Linked DNA regions of Oryctolagus cuniculus: region 1 is linked to region 2. A link is a contact called in public Micro-C data. All regions are on one chromosome and are shown on one strand. The core of a region is the stretch at or near the end of the contact, and the rest is flanking DNA. Distances in the headings are between cores, read along the strand shown.

The links. A called contact is a pair of places that touch in the nucleus more often than the background predicts.
Region 1: a contact with region 2 is called in a Micro-C map of ear pinna, with 7 times the contacts expected there. The contact joins the promoter of CHMP3 here to the promoter of RMND5A in region 2. A contact is called at or near these places in 2 of 6 Hi-C or Micro-C datasets (ear pinna and an unstated tissue).

What each region holds. Positions count from the first base shown.
Region 1 is chr2:116,183,845-116,187,170 of mOryCun1.1, forward strand. CHMP3 (charged multivesicular body protein 3) reads left to right here and starts at 1,984. Exons shown (of 6, transcript XM_051842695.2): 1 at 1,984-2,125. The coding sequence starts at 2,111.
Region 2 is chr2:116,049,087-116,052,401 of mOryCun1.1, forward strand. RMND5A (required for meiotic nuclear division 5 homolog A) reads right to left here and starts at 1,960. Exons shown (of 9, transcript XM_017340241.3): 1 at 1,204-1,960. The coding sequence starts at 1,345. It also overlaps the pseudogene LOC127490298.

The DNA of each region.
Region 1 (3,326 bases), core at 734-3,233, 130 kb after region 2:
TAGCATAAGTGGCTGGGCCTCTGCCCTCTGCCACCCATCTGAGAGACCAGGATGGAGCTCCTGGCTCCTGCCTTTGGCCAAGCCCAGACCTGGTTGTGGAGTGAACTAGAAGATGGAAGATTTCAATTTCGCTTTCTCTGTCTCACTCTCTAACTGTTGCTCTGCTTGTCAAAATAAGTAAGTAAGTAAATAAATAAATACATAAATAAATCTTTTAATAGAAATACAATTACCATATATTCCTGCTATTCCATTTCTGTATATATATCCAAAGGAAATGAAATCAGTCTGTTGAAGAGACATTTGACTCCTATTTGTTTTTAAAGGTTTATTTATAAGAGAGTTAGAGAGAGAGAGACAGAGAGTGAGGTCTTCCATCCTCTGGTTCACTCCCCAAAATGGTTGCAAAGGTCAGGGCTGGGTCAGGCCAAAGCCAGGAGCCAGGAGCTTCATTCAGGTCTCCCATGTGGTTGCAGGGGCCCAAGCACTTAGGCCATCTTCCGTTGTTTTCCCAGGGGCATTAGCAGGGAGCTGGATCAGAAGTGGAGCAGCTGGGACCTGAACGCACATGGGGTGCTGGTGCTGCGGGAGGAGACTGAACCTACACCATAGCGCACCCCACTCCCATGTTTATCACGGCACTATTCACAATAGCCAAGACGTGAGATCAACCCAGGTGTACATCAATGGACAGAGGAATAAAGGAAAATGTGGTGTATATACATGCACAATGAAATATTATTCCATGATAAAAAGAAGGAAGTCCTGTCATTTGAAGCAACATGAATGGAACTGAAGGACATTAAGTTAAGTGAAATAAGTCAGGTACACAAATGCAAGTAGCACATGTTCTCACTTATCCATGGGTGTTAAGTTGATCTCATTGAGGCTGACATGCTGCGGCAGGTTAAGCTGCCGCCTGCAATGCCAGCATCCCATATTTGAGTCCCAGCTGTTCTTCTTCCAGTCAGCTCCCTGCTAATGTACCTCAGAAGGCAATGGAAGATGGCCCAAATGCTTGGGCCCCCGCCACCCACATGGGAGACCTGGATGGAGTTCCAGGCTCCTGGCTTCAGCTCGGACCAGCCCGTGGCCGTTGCAGCCATTTGGGGAGTGAACCAGAGATGGAAGATGTCTCCCTCTCTCTGTCACTGTGCCTTTCAAATGCATAAATCTTAAAGGAAAAAAAAAATCTCATAGCAGCAGAGAGTAGACTATCGAGTGGTTACAGACCCTGGAAAAGGTGTGGGCATGGGCAGAATGGAGAGAGGATGGGTAGAAGTACAGGGTACAGTAGGTTAGGAGGAATAACTTCTAATACTAGAGAACTTTTAATAGTTGTATAGCATTACAGGATAACTATGGTTGACAATAATTGTTTATCTGAAAATGGGAACAAGGGTTTTGAATGTTACCAAGGTAAAGAAATTACAAATACCTGAGTGAAAGGTACACTAATTACCCTGTTCTGATCATCAAGATCTATATACATGTATTCAAATGTCATATAGAGGGGGCGGTGCTGTGCCGAGCAGGTAAAGCTGCTGCCTGCAGTGCAGGCATCCCATGTCGGCACCAGTTCGAGTCCCAGCTGCTCCACTTCCAATCCAGCTCCCTGCTATGGCCTGGGAAAGAAGTAGAAAATGACCCAAGTCATTGGGCCCTTGCACCTGTGTGGGAGACCTGGAAGAAGCTCCTGGCTCCCGGCTTCGGATCGGCGCAGCTCTGGCTGTTGCAGCCATCTGGAGAGTGAACCAACCGATGGAAGACCTCTCTCTCTGCCTCTCTGTAACTCTTTCAAATAAATAAATAAATATTTTTTAAAAATTCATGCTAGATCCTGCAAATATGTGCAATTTATGTCAGCTAAAAATAAAATTCATCTTTTAAGATCGCTGAAGTTTTCAAAGCGTACCACTTTGCCTTCCCACCAGAGACGGGAGCATGGTCCCCTCCTACCATCCCCTGACGTAATGCCGGGAACCTCCAGCTCACTGTGTAGGTTCCATCTGAGATCGCCCCAGCAAAAATGCGTCTAGTCCTCTGCAGCCAGTTCCTTTAAGAATCCGGTTAAGGTCCCCGCCAGAGTGCAGTGCAGGACGACACATGCATGGACAAATGCCAGGTGGGAATCAGCCACTTTGGACGCGGCGGTGGCCTGGACAGAAGCGGCCACAGTTGGGATGGGAGGGAGAGGGCTCAAGTCTGGACCCATGGAGAAGTCGGGCTGGGTAAGGTAAGAGGGAGAAAGACGCTGCGGCCCAGGTTTTAGTGACCAGGGGGTGGTGGCGCCAAGAGAAGGGAGGCGCAGGTCTGGGGAAGAAATCTGTTTCCAGCTTGTCGCTCTTGACCTGCCTACAGCACACAGACGGGAAGCCATTTGGAAAGTGACTGTAAATGTGCTCGACCGGTGGAGTCAGACTTCTGGCGCAACAAAGAGGTGTACGTGTGCGGTCAGCATCAGCTGTAACCACCAAGTGCCGGCAACACACTTGATCTTAGCCAAAAGGCCGAGAAGCGATGAAGCGTAGTGAACAAATCTGTGTCTTACAGGGAAAAATATTTTCACAAGGCCCAGGTCCTCCCAGAGCATGCGCAATGGCGCCACTCCGACTCAACGTTTCCCCGACCCCGAGACTCAGTGCTGCGCATGCGTGAGGTGCACATGCGCCACACCCACCGCCGCCGCTCCCTTCTCCGGGCGTCAGCGCTCCTTCTCGGCCGGCCCCGCCCTGGAGGCTGCCCGTGACCTGCCCAGGCGCAGGGAACGGAAAGCCGGAAGGGGCAAGACGAGTTCCGTTCGCCATGGGGCTGTTTGGGAAAACCCAGGAGAAGCCGCCCAAAGAACTGGTAAGGGCTACGGCGGCGGCAGAAGAGTGGGTGGCTTTGCGTGGGGCACAGTGGAGTTGGCGAACGGCCGGACACTTTCCTCCCTCGGCTGCCCAGGGGCTGCCCGGCCCCCATTTCCGGGGCCTCCCACTCGACCGAGGGGGCCGATGGAAGAGTCTCTAAGGAGGCGGCGGTGGGGAGAGGCAGCTTTTGGCATCTGGGCGCCTGCCCCCCACGCAGCGAGGGCTGGGTTAAGGGTTCCTCGACCTCGCCACGGGGCGCGGAGGCAGCGGCGCAGCCCTGGCCTCGAAGTCCTTCCCCCATGTCCGCGATGGTACGTCCCTCCCGGAACCTTTCCCCGCAGGGCCCGCCCCCTCGCGCCGTCCTGAGGGGCTCCCCGGCCCGGACTGTGGTGCAGCGGTTCGGCGCCCACCGCGTTGTTTCCTCTTTGCTCTGTCGTGCGTCCTTACACCGACCCCAGATACACGTTAGTTAGA
Region 2 (3,315 bases), core at 710-3,209:
GAAGCCCTTCAACTTCAGCGGGCAGACTCGGGACCCCCTGATTGCCACGCCACGCCGCCTGGCTTCCCCATTCCTGCCAACTCGACCATCACCACCAAGGCGGCCACCAAGGCCTGCTTGGGTTTCCACAGCAGAACTGGAACTCTTGCTACGGTCTTTTCCATATTAATATTTTAATCACTACGGTTGCAGGGCTGCTTCTTTCCTGGACTTCAAAAATGACTGCTGTGTCCACAGTGAGAAGCCGAGGACTCTCCCTCCACTGAAACTCAAGCCTGGGAAAGGGAGGCGTAGAAGAACGCAGAGGAGGGAAGCCGGGGCTTCCTCACCGCCCTGGTCTCACCTGCCACAAATACCTGCCTTTCTGCCCCCTCCCAGCCCTGCTCGGGGGAGAGGGCCGCTCCCCAGCCTCCCGAGCAAGCCCATTCAATAGCCAGCCCTTCCCTTCTCCATCAGCAAGAATCAGCCCTGCGACTCTCCGCGTCGAAGGACACCAGGCCGTTAACGCTCCTGGTAAAACCAAAACCCCAAGCCCCTTCCAGACCAGCTTCCAAAAGTTAGCTCTGGCAAACCAGGCGTCCCCATGGGGCCTGGGGTCACAGTGCAATCAATCATCTAGACACAGCACGGAGCCGAACTGTACAAACCCGAGCCGGCAACGCGGGCAGCTCCCCACTCCACCGTGCGCCTGCTCCCTGGGCCTCGGGAGAGGCTGCACCGGAGGGCGGCAGAGTCGGAAGTCGCCGGAGCGGCTGTCCCAGTAACCCACCGCCAAGAATAACGCTCGACTCCCCTGCTCCCACCCCCCACCCCCTAAAAAAGGCCAGGAAAGAAAAGTGCCGCGGCCAAAGATCTGGGTCCGGTAGACCAAGGGGCTTCCCATACCGACCCCCCAGTCCCTCGGACTCTCGGGGACAGCCCGCGCGGCCACGTGAGCCCCCCGGGGCCGGGGGCCGGGGGAGCCCGGCAGTTTGCAGGTGCGGCGGAGGCCGCCCACCCACGCTTCCAGCCCGCCCGACCCGGCTCTCATTCCGGGGTCGCGGCAGAGTCGAGGTGAACCGAGAAACAAGAGCAGCAAAGTCCCGGTGCTGGGCATCCCTGCGCCCCCCGCAGCCGGGCCGGGCCTGAGCCTGAGGGTGGGTGAGGGGCTCCGCCGCGAGGCTGGCTGGGCCCTGCCCCGCGCGCCCACCCGCGCCGCCCTACCGTGGCTCTGCAGGATCTCGTGCTTGAGGCCACCCGTGTAGTCGATGAGCTCCTCCAGGCCGCGCTCGCACAGCTGCCCGTAGCCGGAGAACTTGTGCAGCACCTTCTCCAGCTCGCGCTCCACCGTCACGCACTGATCCATGCCGGAGGCGGCGGCGCTCGGCTCGCCGGCGCCTGGCAGTCCGCAGCCGTCCGGCCCGGGCCCCGCCGAGGCCGCGTCCCGCTCCTCGTCCCCCAGGCAGGCGGCCGAGACGGCGGGCGCGCTAGCCGCGGCGCCGGGGGAGCCCCGCGCAGCCCGCGCCCGCCTGCCCCATGGCCCCCGGGTCCCCCAGGCGCGTCGCCGCCGCCGCTGCCGCCCGCTCGCCCGCTCGGACCGCCGCTCGCCGCGTTCGGCTGCCCGCGGCGGCGCCGCCGATTGTTTTTGTTTTCACGGGAACCGACCGATGACCTGGTTCTCCCGGGCGACACCAAGCGCCGCCGACTGCGGGGGGGGGGGATCAGCCACCCCAGCTAGGGAGAGAGGCGGCGCGGGCCGTACCAAGCGCACCCTCGGGGGAGGGAGAATAAGCCTGGAGAGCGTGGGCGGAGGAGCGCGACGAGTGTCCGCTCACGCCGCCGCTAATAAAGGTGTGGGCCGGACCACGCAGACAAGCGGGCGAGAGCGAGGGCGAGGGCTAGGGCGAGGCAAGAACCCAATTGGTCTGAGGAGCTAAATAGAGAACTTTAGACACAGCCCCTACGCGCAGGGAGCGCTACAACTACGCGCTCCGTAAACAAGGGGGTGGAAACCGTTCCTAACCACCCCGCCCAGAAACGAGGAAAACCAGCCAATGGGGCTCGGGGACTATGTAAGAAGTCAGCTTCCTCCAATCTCTGACCGGGGCGTAAGCCTTCAGCCAATCCAGGACGGGGGTCCAAACCAATAGGCTCGCTGTTGGAGGGGGAGACTTGGAGACAGGAGCGAGTGAGGCCAATCGTTTCCGGAAAGCCATAGGGGGTTGGGATGTATGTGTGTGTGTGTGTGTGTGGGAATAGGACGAAAATAAAAACGGTCGTTTTCCGTAGGGCCTCGTCCCAGCCACAGTTCTTGTTATAGCCTTGAAGGGAAAAGTGGGTCCGACGCTCCGAAGTTTTGAGTAGACGGGCCCATCTCCCCGGAAGGAAAGCGGAGTCGGGCCGCCCGGGCGGAGAGGCGCGGCGGGCGGGGGCGGTTCTCCCGGCGCGTACCCGCCGGCGCGCTCCCCACACCCCGCGGGGCGGCGACCTCTGGGCCCTGTCCTCTCCTGACCGGTGGGGACGAGAGCACGCGCCGGGGAGCTGGACTGCCCGCCGGAAGGGCGGCTTCGTCCCCGCACGCCCCTGCCCGCTGTGCGCCGCCGGCCTCGGCCTGTCTCGCCTGACGCCCCGAGCTGCGGCGCCGACCTTTGCGGCCTCGAGCGAGCGCAGCCGGCCGCGTGCCGCCGCCTCGGGCGGAGGACTCCGGCGCCCGGTTCGTCTTCGGGGCCTCCCGTGACCGCGCGGAGTCCCGCAGCCTTTGGCTTCCCGCGCGGCTCTGTCCTGTCACGACTTTGTCATGTTCGCGCCACTTAGCAACGTCCGCTGGGATTTGTTTGACTTTGTTGTCTGCACCACTTCAGAAAAACCGTGAAGGCTTTTTTTTTAATAGCCTTTTGAGTTTCAGTTTCCTTTATTTTTTTTTTAATAATTGGAGTTAATAGCACGTCATTGGTAGTTAGACTAGATAATACGCGTAAGTGCTTGCAATGGGCCGGTGATGGTGGCCGGCGGCCTTAGGGTAATCCAGCTGATGCTATTCTCATCTCTTCCTCCCCACCCACCCCGTTTCTGCCTTCTGCCCTCTTTTCTTAACAGATGGCCCTGATCCCTGTTTAACAGAAAAACACCCAACGCCAGGAATCTCCGTCACTCAGTATTTCTGTCTCCCATGGCTGTTGTGAACCTCAGACGCCCAAAGGAGCGAAAGTGCTTCCTCTCCGAGACAGCCCCTGGAGCCTGCGGGCTTCCTCGGACCCGGGGCCAGGTGCCCAGGTCTTGCCCCCTCCCCCGTTCTTCCTTCCTAAGGGCCGTGAGGGGAGCTGAGTTTCCCCCTCG